Linked DNA regions of Mus musculus: regions 1, 2, 3, 4, 5 and 7 are each linked to region 6. A link is a contact called in public ChIA-PET, HiChIP or PLAC-seq and promoter capture Hi-C data. All regions are on one chromosome and are shown on one strand. The core of a region is the stretch at or near the end of the contact, and the rest is flanking DNA. Distances in the headings are between cores, read along the strand shown.

Region 1 (4,204 bases), core at 148-2,647, 410 kb before region 6:
TCCATTTTATTTTGGTCCAATTTGGGTGTACTTTGTATTTCCTGCCTAATTGTTCTGGCTAGAACTTAGGTTGGATCATGTACTAGATTTTTTTTTTTCTCTTTCAAAGCTAAGTGTATGAATAGCCCACATTTTGTTTGTTGTTTCCTCTGTCTGTGGACTCTTGGGTTATTTCCACCTATTGGCAGTCGTGAATAAGGCTACTATGCCTGCAGATACACAAATCTTAGATTCAGATCCTTGCTTTCTTTTGGGGATGTATCCAGAAACACTTGCCAGAGTGCATGGAACCATCCTTTCAATATGCTGCTAGATTAGTTTTGCTAATATTTTATGGAAGATTTCAGTGTGTGTATTTATAAAGTATAATAGTATGAGGTTTTCTTATGCTTCATTTGGCTTTGTTCTAAGAGTAGTATTGATCTCATATAGTGACTTAGAAAGTCCCTTTGGTCCCCTCCTTTCTCCTCTTAAGACTTTGAGCTGCATTGGTATATTGGTATATTATCATTAAATAATTATAGGATTGACTAGTCAAGTCTCTGCCTGCCTCCACACTTTTATGCCTTTATATTTAGTTCTCTCAGTAGTCTTATGATTACCTCTTTATGCATGAAAAGTCTGTTTTGGTTTTCTGTTTCTTCTTGAGTCATTTTTGGTAGCTCATGAATTCCTAGAAATTTTTACCTTTTCCAGAAACTTCCACATGGAATTCCACAGTGACTGTGCTAACTCACACTCCTTTTCTCACATCCGTGCCAGTGTTTATTATTAATTAAAAAGTCTGTGTTTTGGTCCTAGCAGAGACTTAGTGTTTGCATGGCTTGTTTTATGAATACTAACTTTTCCTATAACATTTATGAGGTAGGCACAACTGTCATTTCTATGTTACAGACAGGGAAAGCAATTGACTAAGAAGGTATAGGTGACAGTCACAGACCTGGGACATTAAGGGTTTGAAAGGATCATGAAAGTCTGAGTCCAGAGTCTTTTTCAGGGCCCCAGGTAGCTCAGGCTGGCTCACTATGTAGCTAAGGATGACCTTGCACTTCTGACCCTCCTGGCTCCACCCCCTGAGTGACAGGATTATGCATGTACCGCCACCTCTCGTTTTTCCAAGTGCTGCTAATGGAATCTGGGCTTTACACATGCTGTGCAGACACCCTATCAATGGCTATAGCCCCAATGCCCAGTCTTTTTATTAACTACAATTTACACTGCCTTTCTTAAGTAACTTGTTCCTATGTCACTGTGTTATGTTGGTGCTTGTGTAGGTGGGAACACTTGTTTCTTATATTCCCAAGTGGGACTTGGCATCCAGAGACAGCATGGTGTTGGGAGCCAGCCTCCTGGGAAGAGTGGCCCACCCTCTGCAGTCACATAATGTACTGAAGGACTCTGAACCGTCCCTGGGAAGCTAACCACAGCCCTCGACCACAACTGTTTGTTTCTGTGGGAACAGGGAGAAGGAATTGAGTTTTAAATCCACTTGTCTGAGAGATTTGATGAGGCTCCCACAGAGATTATGCTTTTTGGGTCTCTAAAGTGGACCCAGGTCTTTGATGAGTCATATCCTGAGAAAGGCAGGCATGGTTGGTCTGGCACAGATTTTGTGTCTGTCTGTTTACTTTCTTCACCATTGCCTTTCAGGGTCATCCAAACGCACAGAAGAACCTCCTTCAGGTGGACCAGAACTGTGTTCGCAATTCTTACGATGTCTTCTCTTTGCTGCGGTAAGAACCTCCCTAGGGGCTCCTGGATTTGAATGATCTCTGGCTGTGGCTCTGTGGTGCTGAGGTGTGAGGGATGTCGGGCTGGAGAGGCCAGTGCTCGCTCAGGCTTAGCATTGTTTAGTGAAGGCTCCATAAATCCTGTTGTTCAGTGATTTAAGTTTATCTCCCTGACAGAGGCTTTGAAAAGCCATTTCCTCTCACTGGGTAGTGGGAAAGAACAGCTGCAGACTGCAGATCCGAAAGCAGAGTGCGAGGCTCTTGCTGGTCTGCAGAGCACGGACATCACTGGAACTTACCAAGGATGCTTCCCCAGGAGAGCCCACCCACAGCCCTAGGCGTGGCCTAGGCTTTTAGCTTGCTCGGCACCTTAAGAGGGCCCGAGGGCCAGGGCCAGGGGAGCTTTGCAGAGATCCAAGGCTCAGAGGTTTAATTGCCTCTGCTCTCTGTATGGATGCGTGTCTGTATGAAATGCTTGGGACTAAGTTTGAAAGACTTAAAAATCTAGCTTCACGCAGACTTTGTGTGCCCCGGTACAGGGGAACGCCAGGGCCAAAGGGGGGGAGTGGGTGGGTAGGGGAGTGGGGGTGGGTGGGTAAGGGGGACTTTTGGTATAGCATTGGAAATGTAAATGAGCTAAATACCTAATAAAAAAAAATGAAAAAAAAAAATAAAAAATAAAAAAATTGGTGCTTTCAAGATACACACCAACTTAAAAAAAAAAAATCTAGCTTCAGTTTTTCATGTGGTAGGTGATCAGGGACACTTCCCAGGGGACATTTCCCAGTATAGTCAGCGCAACACTCAGCCTTTGTTCGGCTCAGATTGCTAGTGGACATTTGATTTGGTTATCGTTTTTCTAATGTTTACTTAGCACATCATAAATTTTAGGGCCTTACATCTCCTCTATAGATTTTCTAGTGGAAGAATCCAGAAGGATTCATGAAGAATGGTTATCTGCTAAACATTATACAAGTGGCCTTTCCTTTGTGAGCCTTGAATCTTATATTTGATGACATAGAGTTTGGTTACGAGACTTGTGAAAATTATTCTTATGGGATAACAACCCGAAAGCTGCCACATATGTTTGATGACCTTTGACCTGTGTCTGAGAGGTGTCTTCAGTTTGACTGCTTGGGATGTGTAAACAGATAGGGTTTACTAATTGTATGAACATTCTTTTGAGTCTGTTGAATTGGGGACGTAGAAAGTGAAGAATAGAGTGTGCAGAAATAGTTCAAATGCAAATAAACTGCTACATTTCTTGACCTTGATTTAAGAGAACATTTTTTAAAAAGGTATTTTCTAAGTATGAGATTGTGCAATCTTATGGGAGAAAACAATAGCGCTAAAAGAAAAATCCCCAACTTAGAGAAAAGGGAGGCACTTGGGATAGTCAACCGAGAAAAGAGGGTATGTTAAAGGGTGCAGAAAGCTCTAAGCTGTTCAGGAGGATAGGAGGTAAGAGATGGGATACCATAGGAAATGCAGGAGTGGGGCTGCAGGGATAGCTCAGTGGAAAAGCACTTACCTGCCATGTGTGAGGTGCAGAGTTCAGTCCCCAGTACCTCCACTTGTCCTGTTTACTCCAGTTCATTTAACCGTTCTGGTTCTTGTGGTGGGAGAAGTGGTAGTGTTAAGCTGTATAGTTTATAGGTGCTTTTTAAAATCACTGTTGTAGTAATAAATTGCTACGAAACAACATAGACTTACTTTTGTGTGGGGTGTGGTGGTATATGCACATTGTGTGTGCACATGTGCATATGTATGTGTGTGTATGTGACTATGCGCGCACACACACACACACATGTGAGTGCACACATGGAGGAGGAATATGCACACCCAGAGGTCAGAGTCAGACCTTGGCTGTTTCACTCCATCACTCTCCACCTTACTTACTTAGGCAGGGTCTCTCACTGCGTGGCAGCGTACATCTCTGCCAGGCTTGTTGGTCAGTGGGCTCCTGGGATTTTTCTTTCTGTCCTCATTACTGTTGTTACAGTCCTGTCAGCCAAGACCTCTCACCAGCCCCAAGACCCAGTTTCTCTGAGCCAGTTTAAATGCCTGTTTATCAACCAAATTACCTACCTGAACTGCAGGAATCACTGTGTACCCAGAAACTCTAAGTTGTACTTGTCAAAGTTAGTGAACTTTTCCTGCTTCTTTTAGTGGCAGCCATGTCTGCTCTGCTGAAAGCATTGCTCTCGGGAGCTTTCTGCTGTGGTAGATGTAGAACGCTTGTTGGGAACTGTGTTCCTCCCAGACTCCGTTTCTTTGTTCTTTCCTCTACTCACTTAACATTGTCCCCGAATGGGGATATTTTAAAAAACTTTTTTTCGTTTCCTATTTCTTCTTGATTTATAACACTTTTGCTATTTAGCCTATAATTTGAAAATATAGCCACAGCCGGGCATGAGGTACAAGCCTCAAATCATAGTCTCAGGTGGCACAAGAGGGTGGACCAAGAGCTTAGC
Region 2 (3,835 bases), core at 568-3,067, 390 kb before region 6:
AATGTGATAACAATTCAGTGTGAATGATGAGCTGACTGTATTCCCCTTGCCTTGTTAGTCTGTTAACTTTAAATTTAGCCTAAAAGTCTCAACAAAATGCACCCAAGTTCTTTTAAAAATTAATCTGAGTGGCCTCTAGTTCACTTCCATTGCCATCTGAAATCCCCGTCTGAAAGCTCGCTCACACTGCTGCGTGCTTCATCCTGCTCACTTACCTAAACCTTTCCAGCAAACTGGCTCTAAAGACTTAAAGAATGATGTGATCAGGTTAGTCATAGACATGTCCCTACTCCCAGTATTAATCTTCTGTGTTAGTTTTTCCATTGCTGTGACCAAATAACTGAGAGAAACAGTTCAAGGGTAGAAAGATTTATTTTGCCTCATGGGGTTCAGAGGTGTCAGTCCGTGACCACTGGTTCCATGACTGTGAGCTTGAGGGAAGGCACTGCAATGGTGGTAGCATGTAGGAGCAACTTGGCTTTTGTTGTAAGCTTTTTCCTTTCCCCATCAGAGACTATTTAGGGTCCAGTCTGTGGGATGGTGCTATCCACTTTCAGGGTGGCTCTTCTCTCTTGTAGTGAATTTCTTCTGGGACTGTGTTCACAGATACACCAGAGATATGGTTTGCTAATAGTCTAGGAAAGTCTACTTCAGTAAAGCTGGAAGTCAAGCTTAACGGTCATAGGTAGGATAGAATTCTCCAGTTAACTACTCTCTGATCCAGTCGATACTCAGCTAGTAAGCACTGGAGTCAGTTATCCTCGGCATACAGTAGGTGGTAACAAAACACAACTGGATCTCATCAAGCAGGACCAAGAGCAGGAGACAGCACCCGTGAAATAGCAAGAACCAGGCACACGTGCCTGACTTCTTAAAAAGACTCTCTTCCAGACGTGGACCGCATACCCTTGCTCTGTGAAGCCTCCACAGATCTCACTTCATTCTTTGTACCTTTTTGTATTTTACAAGCCTGCTATGTGCTGACCATTTAGCTTTAATACCCCGAATTTTTTCTTAAAAAAAAAACAAAAACAAAGCAGAAAACAACACAATCCAGGGTTTCTCTATATAGCCTTGGCTGTGTAGACCAGGCTGGCCTTGAACTCACAGGGATCTGCCTGCCTTTGCTTCTGGGGTGCTGGGATGAAAGACAAGCATCACTAGGCCTGGTTGCATTAGTTCCTTTGATAATGTTTATTTGTGGTTCTCCTGCTTTTAAACCAGGTCTCACTCTTTTGCCTGTCTCCTAGACTCAAGTGATTTCTTGCCTGAGGTTGTCAGTCAGCTGAGGCCATAGATGTTTGCCGTTTTGAGTTGTTGTGTATAAAGCTTATGCTGTGTGTGCTTTAGCGTCCCCTTTAGCCCCTTCAGCAACTCTGTTTGTTAGGTGTATGGCTCAGGAAGGCTCAGGGAGTTTTAATGGCTTATTCAGGCTTGCGTGGCATTTTCTTGTCTCCGCCCCCAGTGTGAGGTCTCCCCACTGTTGCCTGCTCTTTCTGATGGGATGCACAGACCCTGTGCTTGGTGAGGCTTTCTTTCATTTTCTTGCACTGTGCTGCAGCTCCGTTTGGGTTTTTTTGTAGATTTGATCAAAGAGCCATATGATCCTAATACGTCTTCAGGCTTCAGAGCTGAACCTTGCAGTGGGTGCAATTGCCAACGTCAGACAGTGTTTCCAAGGCTAAAAGTGAATGTCTTACTGACCGATCCTCCGTGTTATAAACTGCCGCTGTGGAACTGTTTATGTAGAGAACACAGAAAACAGGACTTGTATAATTTCTTTCAGAGCACATTGACTCACTGGCACTGAGTCAGGCATGCCAGTTTTGAAGCTTCAACACGAAGCCATCCCGTATCCTTGGAAACCATGGCTTCTCAGTGCTTGTTTTAAGCCACAGTTTTCCTTTTAATGTAAGTAGATTTTGATGGTAGAAAGAAGTTGTCATGTGGAATTACTTTGTGAAGTCATTTGAATAGACTTGAAACATCGTTTACACATAAGTAAACTCACTAGTCTCAAAGATGCCCGGGCACAGCATGGTGTACGCCCCCACCAGAGGCACAGTGTGCGCCCCCAGCCCCCTTCATTGCAACACACATGCCTGCATCTGCAGCTCAGCCTCGGAGGAGATGGCAAAGTCTCTGATAGGAAGCAAGTGGGGAAGGCACTGGTTTTCTGTGACTTTTTATGGGTTTTCATCAAAAAGCTTCTTTTCCAAATGAATTATTTTGGTGAGGTATTTTTGTTGTGGCACAAATAAAGAGAAGTTGAGGTTTGTTTTATAATTTTTCCTTTTTTTTTTTTTTTTGATACTGCTTTTCAAGTAAAAGTTGGTATGAGCAGTTTTGTTCACATCCTGCATAGATTGGTCACCCCGTAAGCAGGGGTTTATTGCGTCCGTGCTAACTCCTGTGCAGGGGAGACTCCAGGAAGTGCTGGGTTGCTTACCTTCAGAGACCCTAGCCAGGGCCTTCGAGGTAGCTGAGCCCACAGGCACTGTGCATCACATTCTCGCTCCGTGCTTGCTTTTCTAGAAACAGTGAGAGGAGGCCCCATGGCGACCACGAGAACTCCCCTCCTGCCACACACTTAAAAATTAAAGTGGACAAATGGCATGCCATTAACAAATCAGACCCTAGAATTAAAAGTTGAGACTCCCGTTCTGCCCTCCCCAACCTTGCCCATTTTCACCCATTAGGGATAGCTGCCACCTGGAACTCTCTCTGTTTTGACTTCTGGTGGTTATCTGTAAAACTTGACACCAACTTCTTTGTTTCTGTTATTTGATAAATGAGTTTTTAGATAGCGCGCTCTTGGCTTTGGCTCATGAGGAATGAGGAATTCAGGACATTCCTCCCACGGGGCCTCTTCCTTTTCTTCTGTCTTAATACTAGTCACATCTTTACATAATGAAGCTTAGAAATAACTTTATATTTGATAGTATTGCTATCAACTATTGTCTGTCTGTGCACGGACTGAGAATGGAGCCACGGGGGACTCCCTTCATCGTATGACTGTCAATGCTGATGGCCTGACCCCAAGCAGCCTCCACAATGCCACAGCCCAGTGACTGGGACAACGGAGAGACTGTTTAAAAGATTTAAAAATGTAATTATGAATTTGTGTGTGCATGTGTGTTAGGTATTTACACTACATCCGTGTAGGTACCCACACAGGCCAGAGACATTGGGCCCTCTGTGCTGGAGTCACAGGTGCTTGTACGCTGCCCAGCGTTGGAGCTGGGAAGCAATCTCCAGTTCAGCAAGAACAGTACGTCCTCTTAAACACTGAGCCATCTCCCGAACGCCTGAATAGATTTCTTTTGGCTATATTTTAATTCATTTGCTTAGTTATAAAGGACAAAGAATGTTTCTCTGGGTTGGATACGTGAATTCCAGCCATTTGTGTGTGAGCAACATTTAACGTTTTGCTTGAAAATTGAAATAGAATGGTGCCTCCTTTATATAAACTGCCAAACAATAGCCCTAAAGCTAGAGTTAAGCTATCTGCAACCGTACATTTTCTTCCACTGACAGAGAGAACGTACAGGCCAGGTTCAGAAACTCTTGTCTCTTCTGTGTCCTACAAATCCTGCTAATCGGGCAGTGGTGGCGCACACCTTTGATCCCAGCACTTGGGAGGCAGAGGCAGGCAGATTTCTGAGTTCAAGGCCAGCCTGGTCTATAGAGTGAGTTCCAGGACAGCCAGGGCTACACAGAGAAACCCTGTCTTGAAAAACCAAACCAAACCAAACCAAACCAAACCAAACCAAACCAAACCAAACCAAACCAATCCTGCTGATCTAGTCTCCACATCCCCAGTGACTTAAATATT
Region 3 (4,132 bases), core at 565-3,064, 470 kb before region 6:
GAGTTAGTCTTAGATCTTGGAAGTTGAAGGTTGATCCTTATAAAACTTTTGCTTCAGACTGCTGTTGCAACTCTTAGGCTACCTATACTTCAGATGTGAGCAGGGAGCTCCCATGCCCCTCGCCCACAGTTCAGTTATTTGCAGCAATAGCTCCTGGAAATCAGCAAACCAGCTTACTTACAGCACACAGCACTAGAAGTCCCATGGTAAGGTGTGGGGAAGGGTCTGGGCTTGTGTAACCTGCTGGGTATCCCACCCTCTCTGTGGCCCCATTATGCTCAGCTCACGATGTCCTGCGTCTGTTGCTCAGGATTCACAGTAATTCTGTTAACTCAGGCAGGCTTGAGTAAACAGTCCTCTCTGCCTCCTCCAGCCTCCAGTCCTCCTCCAGCCTCCAGTCCTCCTCCCCATTCAGGTAGGAAGCTCCTGCTCTCTAATCATGCCTTGTCCGTTTGTGCAGAAGCTCTCTGCGGCTTATATTCCAATTTAGTTAGTTGATTGTGTGCCCTTTGCCGCTCACTTTCCGTGGCTCACATTCCAATTTAGCTAGCTGACCACATGTCCTTTTCAGAACATCTCTGGTATTAGCTTTCTGTTACAATGAAGAAAGAAGAAAAGAAGAATCAATTATGAAAAGGGTGGGCTTTTGGAAATTTGGAGTTAGGAGGCTTCAATCCATGACCTCATTGCTTGCCCTTATGGTGAAACAGCCTGGACTCTGTGAGCACAGCAGCTCAAAGCTGTCCCTCCTGACTGGGGAACCCCAACATCCCTTTAAGGGTGCATGCCCTAAAGACTCTGCTAAATCTGAGCTCCTGAAGTTTGTCACACTTCCCAGTGGTGCTATCCCAGGGACCAAGCCATTAACACACAGGCCTTTGGGAATGTTCTAGACCTGGTCTCTGGTTCCCTTCAGTTCAGGATCCAGCTGCCATCCAGGTTTAGTCAATTTATAAACAAAGAACACAGGCTTTGCCTTTTAAAAGTGTCAAGGCTAGGGATGGTGTGGCTCAGTGGTAAATCCCTTACCTAGCTTGCATGAAGCCAGTGGGTTCAGTTCCAGCAGAGAGAGAGAGAGAGGGAGAGAGAGAGGGAGAGAGAGAGAGAGAGAGAGAAGAGGAAGGAGGAAGAGAAGAAGAGAGAGAGAGAGAGAGAGAGAAGGAAGGAGGAAGAGAGGGAGAGAGAGACCAAACAACCCAAAACCCCTCCTGTTGCTGGGCATGGTGGTGCACACTTATGATCCCAGTTCTTGGAACTTTTTGAGTTCCTTTTGCAGTAATGGTATTCAGAGGTGTTGCTAGCAAATCACAAGTAGTTAGGAGATAATAAAATGATCTGGTTTATTACGATATGGTATGCAAGGAGAAGATTTGTGATTGCTGGAGGTTTGGGGCCCTGTGCTTGTTTATGAAGCTTAGAATGAGCGGAACAAGAGGACCTCGCTACGTAAAGGAGCATGGGTTAAATTTCTAAGAAAGGATGCAGCCGGAGTAAGGAGAAGTCAAAGTTCTGCCTTAGAAATACCAAGTTCTGGCTTACGGTAGTCTCTGCCTGGGATCAGCATGTCCATGCTAAATGCATCTCAGTGCCTCGAATCTTCCTAAGGAGTTGTCTAGAGCTTGATAGTAGGACCTGAACTTTAGTTTTCAGAATCGGAAGTTGATAACACAGGCGGAACCGTGTATGCCTGCCATGCTCGGAAGACAGTGGATGGACACTGCTGGCTGTTGTAACTGGGTAGAATACATGAGACCCAAAAGGCCAAGAGGCCTCACAGGTTTTGAAGCCGGGTGTCTCAGGGGCAAGCTTGGTGCACCCATCTGGGAGATCAGGCCCAGTTTCACTTTTGCTTCTTACTAACAGTGTGAAGTGAGTACTCCCTGCTTTGATTCGGGCTTTCTCATTAAAAAATAAGTCTGGATGCTGTAGATCTCTGCTTCCATCGAAAACATGCATTTGAAGTACCCGGTGACAAAGAATAAGGGATCTACTTGAGTAGGTCATTGCTGTGCTAGGACCTAGGGTCTGCATGAGGAACACATTCGCTGGTGGTGCAGGGTCCCCTGGCTTAGATGACTTTCAGAGGCCTCTCTGGTCTGCAGTTCTGGAATTCTAGTCATTGACTGTTTTGGGTCTGAGGTCTGTTTTCCTTCTCTTTTCTCATCAATATGAAGATAGCTGAGTTCTAGCCTGTCTCTTTCCTTCAGTCAGCCATGTACTTCCCTGACAGCCCCGCCCCTAACAGCCCCGCCCCCATCTGTCTATCAGCTTATTTTCATAAAGTTCCTCACTGTTTCTGCAGGGCCTTCACACCCATTGCTTTATTCTCCAACAAGCCACATAGGTGCACGGATGGACATGTCTACACTCTGCAGGAAGGGACACAGCCAGTGGTTGCTCACTAGCGTGTATAGAGCATCCCTCAAGTTCAGGGTTACTGTAACCTGAGCTTTCACTGTGTTGCACTTCTACAGGGAATGGCTGTTACATATGTCTCCATTTAAAGATTTATTGCAAGGGGGCTGGAGAGAGATGGCTTTTGGGACCTTGAAAAGCAGCTTGTTTTCTGGGTGAGCTAGGGTTAAACCCCGGAGACCCAGCAGATAACTCTGCAAGGTATGGAAGGAAGTTTGTCATGCTCCCAGACACCAGGCTCCTGACATGAGGGCCCAGCTCCTTAATTCTGTGGCCATTAGTCAGGTAGGGCACCGCCCCAAGCTCCTGGTATTCTGTCTGGACTCCACGCCCACAGTTACCTAGCAACAGCCAGGTAGGCCTGGCCCACTATGAAAGGGGCTGCTGGCCCCCTCCTCCCTCTCTTACTCCTGTTTCCCTCTTGCTTCTCTCTTGCCCTCTTGTTCCCCCTCTCTCTGCATTCCCTTCCTCCCTGCATTCCCTTCCCCCCTCTCTCCACGTGGCCATGGCCGGCCTCTTCTTCTCTACTTTCTCAGCCTCTACTACCCTCTTAGCTCCCCTTTCAGCCATGACAATAAACACCTTTAAACCATGGACTGCCTCTTCTTATTGGACGGCACATCTAATATCCTTGTGCTCTCAGACTTGTTTCCCATTAAGCCAAGCAAACTAAGGACTCTCCTCTGTGGGAACCAGCTGGAGCGCTCTCCTGCCCTTTTCCCTCTGGCCAGGGCTAGTGCCCGCCCTCAGGCACCCACTCTGTTCTCAGCTCTTCCAAGGCATTCAGCGGCACCTGTGGTGCCCAAGAGTGAGAACCTGCCGTCCCTGGTCTCTGTGCAGGCTGGGGACCCCAGAGCCAGCTCTTGCGGTGTCTGTGGTACCCTAGAATCCAAGCCGAACTCCAGCAGTTCAGCGGGGAACTCTGACTATGCTTCCCAACTCCTGGAGCGGGGTCCTGCAGCTTCCCGAAGCCAGCCTGGCAGCCTGGGGTGCTTGCAGTCAGACTTCCTGTGTCCAATCCCGCCTCCATGAGTGGCCCTGTGGTGGAACAGCCGCGGGACACCATTCTAACCCACAATGGCTCAGCAGTTAAGAGCACTGGCTGCTCTTCTGGAGGATGTGGGTTCAATTCCCAGTCCTCCAGGGCAGCTCACAACTGTTAACTCTAAGATCTGACAACCCTCACACAGACACACATGCAGGCAAAACATCAATGCATGTAAAATAACAATAAATAATTTAACAAAGAGATTTATTGCCCTCTTCACTTTTCTTTCCCCACAAGACAAGGTTTCTCTGTTTAGCCTGGCTTCCCTGGAACTCTTATCTGTATACTAGTCTGGCTTAGAACTCACAGAGAGCCACTTGCCTTAGCCTCGCCAGTGCTGGGATCAAAGGTGGGCGCCACTACCGATGGACTTTTTGTCTTTTTTTTTAATGTAAATTTATTTTTTTATTTAAAAGTAGGGAATATATTCCTATGCTTTCTCATGTAAAATGTGTATAAGATTTTGTGTAATGCGTAAAGATATCGTGTGCAGTCCCCACCCCCCCCTCCTGGGGCAAGTATTTATACTTAAACCTCTCCAGCCATCACAGCATTGCATTCTTTTCTCTCTGTGAAGTGCAAATGACAACACAGGCACCATACAAACTATTGAAGACTAGTAGTTTCTTGACTTGTTTCATCGACACTACATTATTTATTCTTCATGGC
Region 4 (4,072 bases), core at 533-3,032, 480 kb after region 6:
GATGCCCTCGACAGGTCGCTGTCTCTCTAGGTTTCTTCCCTCATCTGTCAGGAAGGTGGACGCTGCCAGAGATGGGCTCTGAGACAGGCCTCCCAGTCCAAGCCCGGTTCTAAGGCACCTGGGCCTAAACATCATGATGCAGGGTATGTGTCTCTGCTGCTGGAGACACTGTATCTTTATACAATGAGCAGGCTGGGCTAGAGGACAGTAACAGCTAGAGGGCCCCATAAGGACTTCCCAGGAGTTAAGCCAATGAGACCCCACGACTGCAGTGTGGGTGCTGCTTTGAGTTCTGCAGTACAGGTCTCATGTCCAAGGCCACACAGCTAAGGAGTCAAGGCAGAGCCCACGAATGAAACCAACACATAGTACCCTCTCCTGGCTCCATACTCAGAGCTATAGAAGAGAGTCAGAGCATTCTCTGGATACCATGGCTTTGTGGGCTGAAGAACACACTTTCCCAGACATGACCCCTGCTCTATCTCGGAAGATTTGAGAGGTGCCCTGACAGAGGTAATGCTACTTGCTACCTTGCTTGAGGACTTTGACTGAACCTTTTTGACATTTTTTGTCTCCACAATCACCATGTGCTTCTCCTAGAAAGCCCATTTTACAGACAAGGAAACTGAGACCATTAAAGGATATAGAACTTTCTCGGTAACTGGTGGAGTGAGCCCTTGATCCAGATCTGCTTTGTGGACCAAGGGCTTCTGGACAGAGACACGCTGAGGCTGTGTGGAGGCAATAGAAGAGCTTTTCTGTGGGGATGGAAAGAATGTAAAAACCCTAGGCCGGCGGCCATAGGCCAGGACTAGGGTAAATGGAGAGCGGAACCTAGTAGTCTTGGAACATTGTGCGTGGGTGGTGGTGGGTAGGGGGAACAGCAACATGGTTGGAAACTATTTGGTCAGTCAGGTAACCAGATGGAGCTACACTTAGGTGGCCAGGGACAGGGGTGAGGTAGAGGGCCGGATGACTGAGGTTGAGGTAATCATTAACAGAGACCAGGAAACTAGAGGGATGAGTGGGCCTGAGTTTCTGACCTGTGAGCGACTAGTATGACCAGGTCAGACAAGCTTTGTCTCTGTGGCCTTAGAGTGACCCAGCCTACTGTTGGCCAGCCCTGGTCATCTATAAATCTCCCTGGGATTCCCCCAAACCGCCTGGCCTGAGGAGATTGCAGTTTCCACTTCACAGAGTAAGAAACCAAGGCTTGGTGTATTCCAGGGCATTCTGAAGGCAGTCAGAGAGGGTCAAAAATCTGGGCCCTGCTGCTTTAGTCTACACTCAGAGCAGATAAATGCCCAGGACAGGACAGGTCTGGACAGGATAGGGCCAGCTTCCCTTAACTGACTGGGGCCCTCTGGACACCTCACCAGGGCCTACATTCCTCTTCTCCAGCTAAAATCTTGGGAATGGGTGTTTGGATACAAATGGAAAGGGAGTGGTTCTCATCTCATTGGGTCTTCCCATTCTCAGCTGCCCTGCCTTGGCCCTGTCTGAGCCCGGCTAAGATGCATACCCCAAGTCGGCCAACATTCTCTGCCAGCACTTAGTGGGGCACGCAGGTCCTCCAAGGCCAATGGCGAGGTAGGCAGCCAACGTCCCGGGATGCTCTCCTATCGCGGACAGCACTGGAGTGGGGTTTGAAGGAGTGTTGGGTCAGGGCCACCCTTTCAGTTTCGAGCCAGCACTATCGGGCGGCCTCAGGGAGGGGGGTGGGGGGGGGGAGGCACAGCCTCTCTAGTTCGCATGCGCAACAACCTCCCTTTCCCCGCCCCGCCCCACCCCGGGAGACCACGCCTCTGGCCTCCAATGGGAGGAGGCTGAGAGGAGGGGCGGGACAGACTGAAGCCCGGGGGTCCAAGTTCCAACCCCCGCCTGCGGGCTGCCGGGGTATCATCTCCCCGCAGAGTCCCAGGCTGTGGCGCGGGCTGGTCTAGCCTCCGCTCCAGTGCCCGCACTGTGCTCTGCATCCCGGGAGTCCAGCTCCAGCTGCGGCGACGCGGCAGGTAGGAGGCGCTGCGCGGAGGGAGGCGTGTGCGAGCGCACATTAGTGTGCGTTTGGGTGTGTGTGCAGGTGCAGCGCGGGCCAGTGCGTGCCTTGGGAGCACGAATCCGAGCAGGGGTTGTACATCCCGCGGATTCAGGGCTGGGAGTTGAGCGCTGGCCTGCAGGCCTAGGAGGCGGAGCCCCACCCCCACCCCACCCCCCAAAGATATGCCCGGGGCCCCTGAGCTCATCCCTACCTCCACCCGCAGCCCTGGGTGAGAAATCAACCTCACCTCCACCTGGGTGTTCTGAGGCCGCGTTCCCAGTGCAGAAGTGCTGGGGTGTGCTTATCACTGGTGGGCTAGACTCTAATCTTCCTTACAGGTCCCCTTTCCTGTCCTCACGCCTGTGCTCCTCAACCCATTAAACCTTCTAACCTTTCTAGATGTCCACATCCCATGGTTTGGAGTAGGCATGAGACCATGAGACCAAAGATCCCAGGTAGATGACCCTTCACCCCTTCTTGGCCACAATCCCCTAGTTGAATGGGGGTGGGGGGGGGGGCTCTTCCTTACCTTCAGGGCTGGGTGTGTGGCACTGGGAGCAAGGCGGGTCTGGCAGAAACTGGCTTTTTTCGGAGACAATTCAGGATTGATCCTATCTCCAGCTGTCAGGATTGGGGGTGGGGAGTGTAGGAAAGGTCCCCCTAAGGGGGCCCAGGGGTGGAGTGGGGCTGAAGAGCAATAACAGGTGCTCATTTGCCCTGGCAGTCTTTCCTGTGGTGAGAGTCAGCCCCAGACTTCACACAGATGAGCCCCAGCAGCAGAAGGGAAGGCAGCCTCTCTCTAAGGTGACCCAGCCAGAACTGGCACCCAGGATCCCAAGACACAAGCCTTGATCTCCTCTGTGCCAGAGGGTGGAACACTCAGCCAATGCCCAGGGCAGCTAAGTGTTCAGGGAGATCTTCCTGGGAAGCTCTGCTGTGCAAGGGAGGTTGAGGCCTCCCTGGATCCTTGCTGGTCCTTGCTGCAGGCTTAGTGTTTTGGGTGGAGGTGAAGAAGACCAGGGGGGGTCGGGTGTGGTGGGCCCAGCTGCTGCTACTGCCCTAGGCTGGGTCAGAGCTGAAGCCTGGGTGGAGCCTAACCTAAGAGGCTTCTCTTCCCACTGAGAGGATGGAGGGCCAACAGATGAGCTCCTGACTGGCGTGGTGAGAAGGCAGAGTCAAGCACAAGTCAGAGGGGCCATCCTTGCCTGGGAGCTGATGAGAGTTCATCTGAACAAGGACTAGGAAAAGTCCAACAAGGTGAAGAAAGGACCGTAGAGTCCAAACTACGAAACAGTCAGGCTAGGAAAGCTCACGGACAAACACAGGGTGTGACATTGAATGCCAGTCTGGACGGTGGGTGTGTCTGACAAGGACCATCTTTAGCTACCCTGGGGAAGAGGTTGCTATAGAGGTTACAGTAGGGAGAGCCCCACCCCCTTCCTGGCTGTTCTCAGCACCCACTGCAGGCTAGGTGTGACAAGTCAGGAGAGAACCCTCTGGGGCTCCCGGAACAGGAGTGGAAGGTCTAGGGGAAGCTTCACGGGCCCATTACTGGGTAAGAGCAATGTCTGCCTCTGAAACAGTACCAAACAGGTGGCAGTTGGGCATTGGTGGCAGGAAGCCTGTGGCTTTCAGTGGGACATCTGTGGGCTTCTCAGAAGCCTCTGCTGTCTCTGTCTTATTCTTCTCTAATTTCCCTGAATGCTCTTAGGATGGCTCTGAGATCTGGTCCCCCCAAAAGGAGGCCTTCCTTGTCCCCTCAGAGGGTGCTGGGAAGCCACTCTCCACCACCCTCTTGCCTGAACGGCCTGTCGTCTTCCTCCTGCAGACTGTCTCCTTGTCTTCCTGCTTGCCCATGGCCTTGAAGCAGAGAGCTTTGCCTGTGGCTCAGTTTCCCCTGGTGTGTGGAGTGAGGCTAAATAATACCTTGTCACAGAGACTTCAGGGTGATGATGGTGACATTAGACCTGGTCACATAGGCACTTTACTACGAGGTGTTTGGTAGCCAGCTGACAGCTTTGTCCCTGATCCCTT
Region 5 (4,199 bases), core at 140-2,639, 430 kb before region 6:
GGGGCAGACACACCCCTCCCTTCCAGCTGTTTGGCTAAGACAGGAGGATGGCCTGTCCTGGTCCCCAGAGGAGGGATTTGGTTGCTAACGTTGTAATCCAGGTTCTGAATAGAAGACAGTATGTGAAAGGTGTGGGCGCTGAATGGAGAGAGCTTTCCAGGGGAGGAGGCTGAGCTTGAAAGGCCACAGAGTAGAAAGGGCACAAGGTGAGTCTGAGGGACAGAAGGGAGGTGAGAGTAGCCCCAGGCCAGCCCATGGGGAGTTTCGAGATTTTATCCACAGGACAGAGGCGTGTGCTCTAACCAGATTTATGTAATAGTTTAGCTCTGGCTTATTTTAAAGAGCAAGAGTGACTGTGGAGAGACAGTGAGAAGGACCTTGCAGTGCCATGGACAAGAGATGACAGTTTGGCATGGACCATAGCAGGGTAGGGAAGACAGATGACATCCAGGCCCAGGCACGTGCTAGGCAAGCTCTTTACCACTGAGCCACACACCCAGCTAGGAAGGCGACAGAGTTGGGGTTTTAGGAGAGAAAATCACTAGGATTTGTTGTGGTTTGCATTTGAGATAAAAGGAAAAAAGAGATGTCAAGGGTGATTTTGGATTTCTGGTTTAAAGTAACTGGATAGATGAAAGATGATAGCCACAGGAAGCTTAGCGACAAGGCGGGGTGGGCAGGGAGGAAGAGCACAGATCCTGAGGTAAGATGGCCACAGGCATGTGCAGTGTCTTTAAACCCCTGTGTTGACGACAAGTAGCCATCTGAATTCCTGAACCTGGAGAGAAATGAACTATAAACATGGGGCGATGACAAAGCCTCTGAAGTCATGTGAGACACAGGCTGGCAACATGCTGTTCAGTAGAGAAGGACTGAGTAGCCCAGGCTGGAGAAGAAGCAGGCAGTGGTGTGACCAAGAAGCAGTAGAGCACGTGCTGCTGGGTCTGGGGCCCAGCGTCTCTGCTTTCTTCTCTCCCATCTCGGTAAACTGTGGGCTTGGCTGGTCCTGTTGCTTTGTTTTTTAAGGAGATGCAGTGGTCAAGTAAACCAAGAACAGAAAAATTGCGTTGTGTACTTTAGCAAGTGGATTTATGCTAGGTGGTGTCTTTAGAACATCCAACTCCGGAAGTCTTCCCTTTGTGTCCCAGCTTCATCTTCTGAGTTCCTGGAGTCCTTGAACATCTTCCAGATCTCCTCTGCCAGATGCACTGCTCTGTCCAGTGGCCTGCCCTTCTTCCCTCTGTAGGCTTTGTGGGGTCAGACTGACATGAGCAATGCTGACCTTCCCTCACCCACCCTCCCCAAACTCCCTGCCACAATGCTTGGGACATGGTATTTACTTAGTAAAAACATTTGGGATTAAGTCAGAGACTTGTGAGGCTGCCATTGCTGGGCTGTTTGCCATTGCCAAGGCTGGCTGTCCTGGTGTGGGAGGGAGGGTGACTCACTCTGCAGCCGGTCCCTGACTCTACATCTGGTAGAGTCTTGCAGTCAGAGGCAATGGTAGCATTCAGAGCCAATGTCTGCCCGCCATTGTAGTTAAAACCCCAAGAACCCCACGGCTAGAGACTCACAGTTGGTGACCGTTGGTGTAAGCACCAGTACCCGGCTTCTCTGTCTACTTGTGAACAAGTAGAAAGTTTTGAACAAGTTTTGAACAAGTTCAGACAAGATGGGTGACAGGAAAATGGAGTTCAGAAGGTGGCTTGAGAACAGATAAAACTGACTGGCAAACATTGTTTAACTTTGACTAAAAGCTCGCCATGACTAAAAAGGCTTGTGTGCATTTCCTCTTGACCTGATCCTCTTCCCTCCAAAATAACAGAGCAAATGGAAATGAAGTCGTCCCATTATAGACAAAGCCTAGTCCTCCAAGCCAAGCAGTGTTGTGTGTTGGCATAGACAGTTCCTCATGATGTAGCATCTGGGAGGAGCTGAGCCACGCATGCCCAGCCTTCAGAGCTCATGGATAAGCCACCTAGAGCTGCTGAGGAGGAGAAAGCTACAGCCCAGAGGGATTTGAGAGGGTCTTTCAAGATGGGGTCTGGGAATTTTTTTTTCCTTTGTGGAAGCTTGGGAACGTGGAATGAATAGTTAACCCTAACAGTAGTAGCAATAACTAATATTTAGTGAGCGCTTAATAACTAATATTTAGTGAGTACCTAATTTACTACCAGGTAGCAAACACTTTCCATCTTTACTGTGTTTTAACTCCACAGTTGTTTGTCTATAGAAAAGAAACTGGTACAGAGAGATTTAGTAATTTTCCTAAGATTGCACAGCAGACAAATAGCCAGAGCCGGGATTCAGACCCAGATGGTTAGGAAATGTTTATCAAGTATGTGCTTGTTATGTGTGCTACATTTTATTCCGTAGTCCTCCAGTTAATTAGCTTTGTCAGTTTAGAATTCTTTAGCAACTTTCAACAGAACTCTTGCAATATCAGCTGACACTTAAAAGCATTATCTGAAAAGACTTATCTGTATTACTTGTGCTCTTGTGTCTGTGTGTATGGTTACAGGTGCCTACAGAGGCTGTGTGTGTGTGTGTGTGTGTGTGTATGTACATGTACAGGTCCCTACAGAGAATATGTATGTATGTGCCAATGCAGGAGCCTGCAGAGAGTGGCTGTGCCATGGCTCCCTGGAGCCAGAGTTGCAGGTGGTGTGAGCTGCATGCTGGAGGTGCTGGACACTGAACTCTGGTCTTCAGCAAGAGCAGTGCCGAGTGATTGCTTTTAACCACCGGTACATTTCCTCAGCAACAAAAAGCGTGGTTCTTTGTGACTATTGGTGAATATATTAAGACTGTCTCTGGGGGCTGGTGAGGTGGCTCAGCGGTTAAGAGCACTGACTGCTAAAGGTCCCGAGTTCAAATCCCAGCAACCACATGGTGACTCACAACTATCCATAATGAGATCTGATACCCTCTTCTGGTGTGTCTGAAGACAGCTACAGTGTCCTTACATATAATAAATCTTAAAAAAAAAAAAGAAAAGACTGTCTCTGGGTTGGAGAGATGGCTCAGCAGTTTAGAGTATTGGCTGCTCTTCCAGAGGTCCTGAGTTTAATTCCAGCAATCACATGTTGGCTTACTGCCATCTATAATGGTATCTGATGCCCTCTTCTGTCATGCAGGCATACATGCAAATAGAGCACTCATATACAGAAATACATCTTTAATAAAAAATCTAGATTAAAATAAATGGGCCTGGTGAGATGGCTCAGCGGTTAAGAGCACTGACTACTCTTCCAAAGATCCTGAGTTCAAATCCCAGCAACCACATGGTGGCTTACAACCATCCATAATGAGAGCTGATGCCCTCTTCTGGTACGTCTGAAGACAGCTACAGTATACTTAGATATAATAAAAAATAAATCTTAAAAATGTCTCCTATACCAAACAAAAAGCAAGTCAAAGAAATGTAGACAATCAAACATAGTAATGAACATTCTGGCATAGGAATTGAAGTGTAGGGAAGTGGCTGAGCGAGCACTCCCGGCTGAGATAGAGACAAATGGATGTGGAAAAGAAACTTCAGAACTTTAGAATAAACTTGAAGGGGGAAACTTGAAGCTACCAGGGAGAAGAGCTTTCCTTACTAAAGAGAGTAAAGTTGGACCCTCATCACCTGCAGCAGGTGCTAGAAGTCTTAACTGGAAAGCGCTGGCTGTCACCCACTAGTGAGCAGCCTTGCCTCTAGCACTGTTTCAGGCAAAAGGGCATAACAGCTACATTTAATTTCTAAGTTGAGCTTTACAGCTCACAGACATTTCACCAACAGGGAATGACCTGAAAGGGATGATGTGCGATGTAAGAGAACGTAGACTGTAAATGGTCCAGACAGAAGGGGTTTAACTGCTGACAAAAGCAAGTACGTGATAAACTAGTACTTTTTGGCTGTTGTGATGAGATATCTGAGAAGAGAGATTGAAGAGAGGCAGGTTTATTTTAGCTCACAGTTTGAAGGGATACAGTTGATCTGGACAGGAAGGCGTGGCTGCAGGATCAGGATGCATCAGTTACATTGTATCCACTGTCAGAAAGTAGAGCAAGTGCTGGCCCTGAGCTTATTCCCGTGGAGAGTCCAGCCCACCTGATGTTATACTCCCTCCCCCACCCCCCACCCCCCACCCCCACCCCCACACCCCTCACCTCTCATTTCAGCCACACGGTTTCTCTTTAATGGTGCTAATCTC
Region 6 (3,982 bases), core at 185-2,684:
GTATTCTTAAGAAACTGACCTCAAAATAGGGTGCAATAAGAAGGCCAGGAGAGCTGTATAGGAAATGGTCCTTTTTATTTCTGACTAACCTACAGCTCCATTCAGGAGCAGGAGTAGACTCATATGCAGTGGTTCACAATTTACTTAAAAACTTCTTCTTTTTTCTTGTTTTGGTCTCGGTGTCTCTTGCAGTCCAGTCTGACCCTGCATTCCTCATCTTCTTCCACTTCTACAGTGCTGAGATTATAAATGTAATTCATAATGAACTAGGAAAAGAACTTTCATTCACGTTGTGTATCTTAATATTCCCACAGGGTAGTTTTTCTCGTGTGTCCATCCTAACATCCCTTAGTGCTAGGAATCCGATTCAGGTCTCCAGGTCTTGCACATACTTGACAAGCAATCTGCCATTGAGCTAGATGTCCTCCCAGTGGTTACCCTAGTTTTCACGGGAATCTGCTAACAGAAGGATGCACACTAACAATTCCTCAAGATTTGCACTTTCATTGCATCCGATGCTACCAGAGTTCTTTATTTAGAGGGAGGACACAACAAAATTCGATGGGATTTATAATACTAGAAATTAACTTTGAGTTCTTGGATCAGAGAAACAATATATTGGGTCCCTATCGATCTGTAAAATAGGGGCACAAGGCCTCCACAACATTGTGTGGTTAAGAACAAAGGCTGATGGTGAACCTACCATGTCGTAGTGCCTCAAGTAAGTCCCTTCTTCCCTTTGTCAGATTTTGCACGAGATATCACTACCTCTCCTACTTCGTACATGGCGTAACTCCAAGCTGAGACCGCTCGGATTCCTTTCCTCCACTTGCAACTCCTAACACCGAGAAAGGTGTACGGGCCACTGTGAGGTCTTCTCTCTCCGTAGTGGATAACCTTTCTTGAGTTGTCGTTTGGGTGGCTGGAAGACGCTGATGACTACTCCCAAGCGTCTACGGAACCAGATCTTAATCCTCAACTGGGCATCAGGGACCAAGCTGTGTTCTTTTCATCCCAACCCTCGCTAGAGTGAAAAGGTCGAAGCTCAGCTCCAATTACAGACGCCATCTTGACCGCTACGTGTGACGCCACACGTACAGCCGAAAGAGCAGCTGATTGGCTGGGAAAGACCGGAGGATAGGCGCGCGAAGCTGGAGACTGGAGGGTAATGTAGAAGCCGAAAGGAACTACACTCCCAGACTTCCTTGCGCATGTGACCAGCAAGCAGCAAGAGAAAGAGGAGCGAGGTTGGACTCGGACTACAACTCCCACTAGGACCCGCGTTGTCCGCCCTTTCCTTTCAAAAGGCAGAGGAAAAGGGACAGGAAGAATGGAGGCTTTTGAGTGCTCGTTTCTCAAAAGGCGGGAAAGGCGAACTACACCTCCCGGCGAGCCGCGCGCGCCTGCGCCTGCGCTCTGGTATCTGTCGCCATCTTGCCCCTTCTGAGGCACCGCAAACAAACCTAATTCCTGGTGTCCCCTAGTCTTGGCGGAGGAGCCTTTTAGATGAGCCCCGAAAGGCCGGGCAGGTGGGTGTCTCTCAGGCAGGGTCCTGGGAAAAGCTGGCAGGCTATCCAGGGTAGGGGAGCGCTTGGCCAGGCACGGGGAGCCCGGCTTGGGTCGGTCAGCCCCATCCTCCGTTGTTTCCTAACGGGATCGCGGGGCTCCCTCAAGTGGACTGAGGGCGACTCCGGCATGCCTGGTGATGGGACGCCGGAGGTCGAGGTCTAGGAGCCCCGAGGCGACTCCGGGTTGTCTGACTGTCTGTCCGTGCCCCCGCTTTTTCTCCGTTGTCGTCTCCGCTGAGGAGTGCGCGAGGCGCGGACGCTGGCCAGGGTTCCCAAGACTGGCTGCTGGCCGCGGGGGCGCGGGCTTGACATTGGAACCCGCTCGGAGCCGCGCGGGCGAGGAGCCGGGCGGGCTGCTCTTGTTGTGGTGCTGTGAGCGAGTGCGTGTTTAGAGAGGGGGCGGGGCGGGCTGCCTGCTGACACTTGAGCGGGGGACGGAGTCGGTGCGACCCCGGTGCCGGGAGCACGCTCCGGCTTCTGCTGCCCGGCTTTCCTTTGCTGTGCGGCCCCGCCGTGCGTTTCCCTGGAGGGGATGCTTTGGGATGCCGTGACGTGGTACCCGATTCGGGCGGTCGCCGGCCGCCTCCGAGATTCTACCGGGAGGCGGGGACTGGCTTGGGGAGCGAGCGGATTCCTTTGGCTCTGCCCCTTCCTCCTCTCCACCCCCTTTCTTTATGTCATCCTGCCAGCTGGGGCGCGCCATCCAGTTTGGCTCGCTCAGAGTTGGTTCTGAGCTCAGAGGACTATGGGAAGTAGGGGGAAGGGGGCTCCACTTGAGGCCAAGAGTTGGAGTTAGCAACCCAGAGCCTGGAACGCAGTTGAAGAGTCATATCGGTTTAGTGTTTGACTCTTAGGCTGGCTCATTCATTCATTCTACTCTGCTGCTGACCATCCATTTATCAGTTTAACAGATGTTAAGGAAGATCTACTGAGTTCTCAACCTGTAGTGTAGTTTTGTTTGACCAAGGAATTCACAGTGCGAAATTCTAGGCTTTTAAACTTTTGGTAACTGGTCGAAATGACTCTTTTTTTACTGCCAAAACTTGAGAAAAGAGTTATTGAGTTTCATTTATCCAAATGACATGCTCCACCGTTTGCTTATTTTATCTCCTAACTTATTATTAAGGAAACTGGCAGAGGTCAAATCACTTGTCCAAGGTTGCACAGGTGGTAGAGTCTGTTTGGCAAGTCATATGCCAGCCACTATGACAGAACTTGGCTTGCCCTGTTTTCTAAATAATACTTGAAACAAACTTGGGATTACTTTTTTTTTTTTTTTTTTTAAAATAAAGGCATACAAATTGGGTTCAGAGAGGCCAATTCACAAGGATGAAACAACTAATTATGTTGTAAAGCTGGAACTGGAACCAAGAAGTGTTTGACTTTAAAACCTGTTCTTTCCCCTGTTAGTATGAGCTGGGTCATTGTGCTCTCAAATGGTGTTTTTTTTCCTTTGTCAGGAGCTGGAGTGTGGAGATGAAAATGGTATGAGTTATCTTTTCAATCTTAGTTTGTAGCCAGTCGAAGGCTTTCTATATCCTTGCGTATACATTGGTAATGTGATTTGTTTTTCCTCTGATAGGGAGGACAAGCTCTTTGGGGCTACCAGACAGAAGCAGCAATGCCTGTTGTGTGGCCAACCCTTTTGGATCTCAGCAGGGATGAATGCAAACGGATTCTTCGAAAATTGGGTATGCTTTTTGTTGTTTTTGTTCTAAGCCGGGTTCTCACTCCATAGCCCAGGCTGTCTTCAGAATCATGTCGGTCTCCTTCCTCAGCTTCCCGTGTGATGGGACCACAGGTGTGCTTGGCCGTGCCTGCCCGTTTTATTTTTGATATTTTATATTTCTCTGTGACCTTTTCTTTTTCTGCTTGGTCATGGCTGTTGGTGGCATAGTCCTCAGGACCTAGAATGATTTGTACACGAGATGGAGGAGTTATGACACAAGGAGCCATGACAAATGGGAAGCCTTCTCCTTATACATCTCACATAACACTCAAGCCCCAAAGGTGGATTGCTTTGGTTTGGTTTGGTTTTGGTCCCCTTTTTACATAGGAAGTTTAGACATGAGGCAGTACTCCCATTAAGTCATACAGTCAGTATTTGACTTCTAGCATTGTGCTTCTCAACCTTCCTAATGCTGTGACCCTTTAATACAGTTCCTGACATTGTGGTCACCCCCAACCATAAAATTCTTTTGTTGCTACTTCATAACTGTAGTTTTGCTACTGTTATGAATTTTAATGTAAATATCTGTGTCTTAGGTAGCCGCTGTAAAAGGTCATTTGACCTCTAAAGGAGTTGTGCTCACAGGTTGAGTGGTCACAGGTTGAAAGCTGCTGCTCTACGTAATTTTTTTTTGTGTTTTGCTTATATTGGGATACTACTAACTGAGTATGTGAGAAACATGCCT
Region 7 (4,255 bases), core at 1,323-3,822, 450 kb before region 6:
TGTTTGTGAGTGTGTATCTGTGTGAGTGTGTGTCTATGTTACTATGTCTGTGTCTGTGAGTGTGTGTGTGCCCATGCAGAGCGTCAGTAATGGGCTTTTCTGCTCAGCTGTAGAAGACATTTGTCAAAAGATTGCAGAGGTTTCTGTACCAGCTCTGTCCCTTAGACAGTGTGAGGCTCTGGAGTTGTTCCAGATCCTAGCCCAAACTCAGTGTCTATTGCAGTCATTGTGGTGGGACTGTGGTATCATTGTGACGTCAGTTTGTACGTCCTCATAGACTGTTCTGACTGGACACCTTTCCTAGTATTGATTGGCCGTTTTGATGATCTCACGTTAGAACAGTGGGAGAACATGCTAGCTAATGCCAAGTTTAAGAATAAGCAAACCTAATGCAAGGATTTCAGACTTTAAGTAATTAGAGATAAATTTTTTTTTAAAAACACGTTTATTTATTTATTTATTATATGTAAGTACACTGTAGCTGTCTTCAGACTCTCCAGAAGAGGGCATCAGATTTCGTTATGGATGGTTGTGAGCCACCATGTGGTTGCTGGGATTTGAACTCAGGACCTTTGGAAGAGCAGTCAGTGCTCTTAACTGCTGAGCCATCTCACCAGTTCTAGAGATAAAATCTTATAATGTAACTCAGGTTGGCCTTGAATAATCTTCTTGCCTAAGCCTTAGTACTTACTCCAGTAAGTACTAGAATTATAGGCACGAGGCCCTGTGACTGGCCTGAAACTTTACGTTTATAATATTTGTTTGATATAACTTGGTAGCTTTTCATTTTTTCCATTTCCATTATTTAAAGACATATGCAGTTGCTGGTCTGTTGAATCTCAGTGAATATGAATTCATGCCCATGTCACCTTTTTGTGGTCTCCTTCTTCCCAATCCTTTAAAATGGTTTTACATGCACACATTTGTCTACCTGCGTGTGTGCATGTGTGTGGAGGTCAGAAGAGAGTGTCGGATCCCTTGGAGCTGGAGTCAGAGGCATCCGTAGGCCACCCTGCTTGTTACAGGGAGTCTGAACTCCAGTCTGCGTGACTGTTCAGCACGTCTCTCTTCCTCTCTTCCTTCCCTTCTTTTCATAAGGGAGAATTATTTAACTTCTCAAGAACTCCAGGTTATTATGAAGAACATTAGTTATTATACCAAGCTGGTTTTTCAGTGGCTGCAGCACAAAGCCACACCCATAGCTCTTACCTGGAATGGTCCCTTGTGTAGCCCGTGTCCTGGGGACAGTTACCTAGGGCTGGAGATGCAGACGCTGCTTTCCTCTGAGGCTGGTCTCTGGTGCAGTATAAAACTGGTCATGGTGGTGCTTGCCTGCAGTCCTAGAACTTAGGAGGTTCAGAAGTTCAAAGTCGTCCTTGGCTGCACAGGGAGTTTGAGGCTAGCCCAGGATATATAAGACATGATTTTGTTTTTAAAGCAAGTTTTCTACCACTTCCTGCCTTTGGAGTCAACTGTAAGTTTTGACTGCCAGCTCCAACTATGACCCCATGTGTGACAGACAGGTTCTTACTGTCTCCCACGCATGAGTCCTCTGAAGAAGCAGTCACACAGGCTCTGGAGTTCTAAAATTAAGGCAAAGTGTGTACACACATTGCTAATAGGGGCCTGTAGGTCTTAAGTTAAATGCACTGGAGAAGCCTCTGCCTGTGGGGTGGGGAGGAGACAAGGGAAGCCTGGTGCTGTGAGGTGCTGGGAGAGAGAGTCAGGGACTTGGAGTTTCCCTGGAGCGGATGTGTTGTGTTCTATAAAACGAGCCAGGATCTGTTTTGTAGAGCAGGGTATGGTGAGGTGAGCCTGCCCATGCTGAGGCACCCCTTCCCCCTGAGGTCTAGAGTTTATTTGGGGGCATGGGAAGGAGGATTGAGAAGGGAGTAGTGGCAGAGAAAGACACAGAGGGAGGGGGGAAGGGACAGGAGAAGGGAGGGAGGAATACATAGAGAGAGGGGGGAGGGGAGAGAAAGAGAAACAGATCAGGAGGGAGAGAAGAGAGTCTGAGAGAGAAGGGACAGAGAGCTTAAGGAGGGGCCAAACAGCCCCTTTTATCGAAAGCCCGGCCTACCTGGCTATTGCCAGGTAACTGCTGGGCGGAGCCTAGGAGGAATGCTAACTGAATGGGCCTTAGGGCCTCACAGCTCAGAGTGCTCTTCTTTTCTAGTGATAGTTACACCAGCCTGTTTTTAAATGGCCATTTAGAAAACATGATGTACGTCAGACAGAAAGGCGGCACCATTTTCAAAGGAATCTTAACTTCTGCTTTCCACTGTAAGATTTTTTTACCTTAAGCTGATTAGAACTTCTTTAGTACAGTACCTGGAATATAATGTGCCATTGTTGTTGTTTATTTAGCAAATATCCTTGCTGTGTTCCCAGGGAACTAGTCGGGGAAGAGTGTCAGGAAGGCCCTGCAGCCTTACAAAGGGTCTGCAGGAGACCCTGACAGTTGGCAGGCGAGGCAGACATGGTCAGTGACTAGGTAACTAGGGAGTCCCCAGAGGCCGCCGCTTCCTCATTCAAAACTTGAGTTAGGTTGACAGGTTCAAAGGTCCTTGTTTTTCCTGGCATTTCTAGAATAGATAAACTAATGTTGCCTGTCACACGTTCCTTCCTCATTTGTGCTGTTCCTTCCTCATTTCCTCATTAAACTACACCGAGTACAATGCTCAGAGGAAGACTGGGGGAAGCAGAGGAGAGCAGGGGGGAGCAGGGGGGAAAAGAGGGGAGGAGGGGGAGCGGGGGAAGCAGGGGGAGCAGAGGGGAGGAGGGGGAGCAGAGGGGAGGAGGGGGAGCAGAGGGGAGCAGAGGGGAGGAGGGGGAGCAGAGGGGAATACGAGGGAGCAGAGGGGAGCAGGGGTATAAAGGGAGCAGAGAGGATTAGGGGGGTACAGTGGAGAGCAGAGGGGAAGGGGGACGGACAAACAGAGGGGAGCCTAATCTCAGGCTCCAGAGCTAGAGTTAGTCCAGAACTCTCCTACAGGATTCTCAAGTTGTAGATGAGCCGAGGACCAGTTCCTGCCTGGCTGATCTGTGAAGGTCACTGTAATCTTGTACTAGTTTTAACATTTGCTTCATGTCCGTTCTCTTAATTGTGTCTTGTTTGCATTTTACCAACCCGTTGGCAGGGATAACTGGTTTGAGGTATTTGAGCACAGTGTCTCAGCAATCACTGGCTGACCACTGAGCTCTGCAGAGAGGTTACCATTAGAAATGTGGGTTAGGATGGGTGAATGAGCATGGGTCAGCCCAGCCCACATGGGTGGAATGACAGGGAGAGTCATTTAACTTCCTCTGAAGAGAGGAGAGGGCAGTGTGCAGTAGAAAGGGCATGACTAGGCTACATGCCTGAATCCCACATCCCACAGTCCACTGTCTCAGGGTCTTCAGCTATAAAGACTGAAACCCCATTACCTGGCAAGACTTCATGAGCTTAAGCAGGGTGATACTGAGGGTGAGAGGGGTGGGGAAGCCAGGTGATGGGGGGGTGTTGGGGTATTGGGCACCTCACACAGCAGCTGCAGGTGTACTGCCTGCAAGCCTTCCTTTGTTGCCTCACACCTCTGAGTGCTTGTAATACATTCCCTTTGCCTGGCATTCCCAAGTTTAATCTGCTGAAATTCTATTTGTGCTTTCGAAGCCAAGCTCCGTGCTCTCGGGCATCCTCCCTGCTTCTTAGAGTTTATTGTTTGTTCTGTGCTGCTGCGTAACCTTTAGCATGACTCTGTCACTGGACTTTGCACTGTTCCAGTGTAATCGTTCCTGTTTGTACTGGGGATGGTACCCAGGGCCTTGCACTTGCCAGGCAGTCACTCTGCTGTCGGGCTACATCTCCAGTTTTAAATGTCAGTCCTTTGGGGGCATTGCCTATATGCTATTGCCCCGCCCATTGTTTGTGCATATTATGCATGCGTGTAGTGTGGTTTATCACCTCCCATCCCTTCCCTTCTCCTCTAGTTCCTTCTCTATGCCTGAAGAAAACGAATTCTTCCAACCCCAGCAGCTATCAATTCCCAGCTGCCTAACTCCTCAGCTTGGGGTGAAGTGTAATGAGCGCCCCCACCCCTACCCCACTCCAGAGCTTGCTGGTGTGAAGTCCTGTGCATGCAGTCGCAGCCACAGCGAGTGCTTGTACGCAGTGCTTCTGACGTGCTTGGCAGATACTGTTTGACTGCAGCTGTCCAGAAACCTCTCCACCCCTTCACCCTTTATAACCCTGAGCCTTGGAGGTGGGGATGCTGTG

Evidence for each region. Promoter capture Hi-C pulls out the DNA fragments that hold promoters and counts their contacts. ChIA-PET counts read pairs in DNA pulled down with a chosen protein or histone mark. HiChIP or PLAC-seq counts read pairs in DNA pulled down with a chosen protein or histone mark.
Region 1: an H3K4me3 HiChIP or PLAC-seq map of neural tube shows a contact between it and region 6, with 5 times the contacts expected there. The contact joins the enhancer-like site here to the promoter of Emsy in region 6. A contact is called at or near these places in 17 of 39 promoter capture datasets (the 3T3-L1 cell line, 3T3-L1-derived adipocytes, the C10 cell line and 11 more), 4 of 484 Hi-C or Micro-C datasets (the N1E-115 cell line, nephron progenitors, palatal mesenchyme and 1 more), 20 of 115 datasets of contacts at active chromatin or transcription factors (astrocytes, bone marrow-derived macrophages, cardiomyocytes and 13 more) and 2 of 9 other capture datasets (adipose tissue and embryonic stem cells).
Region 2: a contact with region 6 is called in an H3K4me3 HiChIP or PLAC-seq map of forebrain, with 5 times the contacts expected there. The contact joins the enhancer-like site here to the promoter of Emsy in region 6. A contact is called at or near these places in 7 of 39 promoter capture datasets (the 3T3-L1 cell line, the HPC-7 cell line, cranial neural crest and 4 more), 1 of 484 Hi-C or Micro-C datasets (embryonic stem cells), 8 of 115 datasets of contacts at active chromatin or transcription factors (bone marrow-derived macrophages, craniofacial prominence, embryonic brain and 5 more) and 1 of 9 other capture datasets (adipose tissue).
Region 3: an RNA polymerase II ChIA-PET map of memory CD8 T cells shows a contact between it and region 6, with 11 read pairs. The contact joins the enhancer-like site here to the promoter of Emsy in region 6. A contact is called at or near these places in 11 of 39 promoter capture datasets (the 3T3-L1 cell line, 3T3-L1-derived adipocytes, cranial neural crest and 7 more) and 4 of 115 datasets of contacts at active chromatin or transcription factors (T-cell acute lymphoblastic leukemia, embryonic stem cells, memory CD8 T cells and 1 more).
Region 4: a FOXA1 HiChIP or PLAC-seq map of pancreatic cancer cells shows a contact between it and region 6. The contact joins the promoter of Capn5 here to the promoter of Emsy in region 6. A contact is called at or near these places in 2 of 39 promoter capture datasets (the C10 cell line and embryonic stem cells) and 3 of 115 datasets of contacts at active chromatin or transcription factors (astrocytes, bone marrow-derived macrophages and pancreatic cancer cells).
Region 5: a contact with region 6 is called in an H3K27ac HiChIP or PLAC-seq map of the NIH/3T3 cell line, with 6 times the contacts expected there. The contact joins the enhancer-like site here to the promoter of Emsy in region 6. A contact is called at or near these places in 19 of 39 promoter capture datasets (the 3T3-L1 cell line, 3T3-L1-derived adipocytes, the C10 cell line and 12 more), 8 of 484 Hi-C or Micro-C datasets (CD4 T cells, the N1E-115 cell line, cardiomyocytes and 5 more), 25 of 115 datasets of contacts at active chromatin or transcription factors (the NIH/3T3 cell line, the SCID.adh cell line, astrocytes and 19 more) and 3 of 9 other capture datasets (adipose tissue, embryonic stem cells and macrophages).
Region 7: a promoter capture Hi-C map of liver shows a contact between it and region 6, with 2.1 times the contacts expected there. The contact joins the enhancer-like site here to the promoter of Emsy in region 6. A contact is called at or near these places in 7 of 39 promoter capture datasets (the 3T3-L1 cell line, cranial neural crest, frontonasal cranial neural crest and 4 more), 1 of 484 Hi-C or Micro-C datasets (CD4 T cells), 1 of 115 datasets of contacts at active chromatin or transcription factors (pro-B cells) and 1 of 9 other capture datasets (embryonic stem cells).

What each region holds. Positions count from the first base shown.
Region 1 is chr7:99,063,329-99,067,532 of GRCm38.p6, reverse strand. It overlaps Uvrag (UV radiation resistance associated gene), which reads left to right. Exons shown (of 15, transcript NM_178635.3): 6 at 1,651-1,733. Among named protein-coding and RNA genes, the nearest start is that of Uvrag, 76 kb to the left of the region's middle. Within about 2 kb of position 1,397, at least 45 of the 459 cell types and tissues checked have an H3K27ac peak or open chromatin away from gene starts, as enhancers often do. A contact at or near this core is called in neural tube and pancreatic cancer cells, where this site is marked.
Region 2 is chr7:99,044,698-99,048,532 of GRCm38.p6, reverse strand. All of the region lies in intron 6 of Uvrag (UV radiation resistance associated gene), which reads left to right. Among named protein-coding and RNA genes, the nearest start is that of Uvrag, 95 kb to the left of the region's middle. Within about 2 kb of position 1,817, at least 30 of the 459 cell types and tissues checked have an H3K27ac peak or open chromatin away from gene starts, as enhancers often do. A contact at or near this core is called in forebrain, where this site is marked.
Region 3 is chr7:99,126,858-99,130,989 of GRCm38.p6, reverse strand. All of the region lies in intron 1 of Uvrag (UV radiation resistance associated gene), which reads left to right. Among named protein-coding and RNA genes, the nearest start is that of Uvrag, 12 kb to the left of the region's middle. Within about 2 kb of position 1,814, at least 66 of the 459 cell types and tissues checked have an H3K27ac peak or open chromatin away from gene starts, as enhancers often do. A contact at or near this core is called in memory CD8 T cells and pre-B cells, where this site is marked.
Region 4 is chr7:98,175,984-98,180,055 of GRCm38.p6, reverse strand. It overlaps Capn5 (calpain 5), which reads left to right and starts at 1,782. Exons shown (of 13, transcript NM_007602.4): 1 at 1,782-2,012. Gm16938 (predicted gene, 16938) reads right to left here and starts at 2,862. Exons shown (of 3, transcript NR_045972.1): 1 at 2,568-2,862; 2 at 646-731.
Region 5 is chr7:99,082,626-99,086,824 of GRCm38.p6, reverse strand. The region is part of intron 5 of Uvrag (UV radiation resistance associated gene); the gene reads left to right. Among named protein-coding and RNA genes, the nearest start is that of Uvrag, 56 kb to the left of the region's middle. Within about 2 kb of position 1,389, at least 91 of the 459 cell types and tissues checked have an H3K27ac peak or open chromatin away from gene starts, as enhancers often do. A contact at or near this core is called in the NIH/3T3 cell line, the SCID.adh cell line, astrocytes and 5 more, where this site is marked.
Region 6 is chr7:98,654,021-98,658,002 of GRCm38.p6, reverse strand. Emsy (EMSY, BRCA2-interacting transcriptional repressor) reads left to right here and starts at 1,434. Exons shown (of 20, transcript NM_172280.2): 1 at 1,434-1,529; 2 at 3,151-3,259. The coding sequence starts at 3,190.
Region 7 is chr7:99,100,243-99,104,497 of GRCm38.p6, reverse strand. The region is part of intron 3 of Uvrag (UV radiation resistance associated gene); the gene reads left to right. Among named protein-coding and RNA genes, the nearest start is that of Uvrag, 39 kb to the left of the region's middle. Within about 2 kb of position 2,572, at least 124 of the 459 cell types and tissues checked have an H3K27ac peak or open chromatin away from gene starts, as enhancers often do. A contact at or near this core is called in liver and pro-B cells, where this site is marked.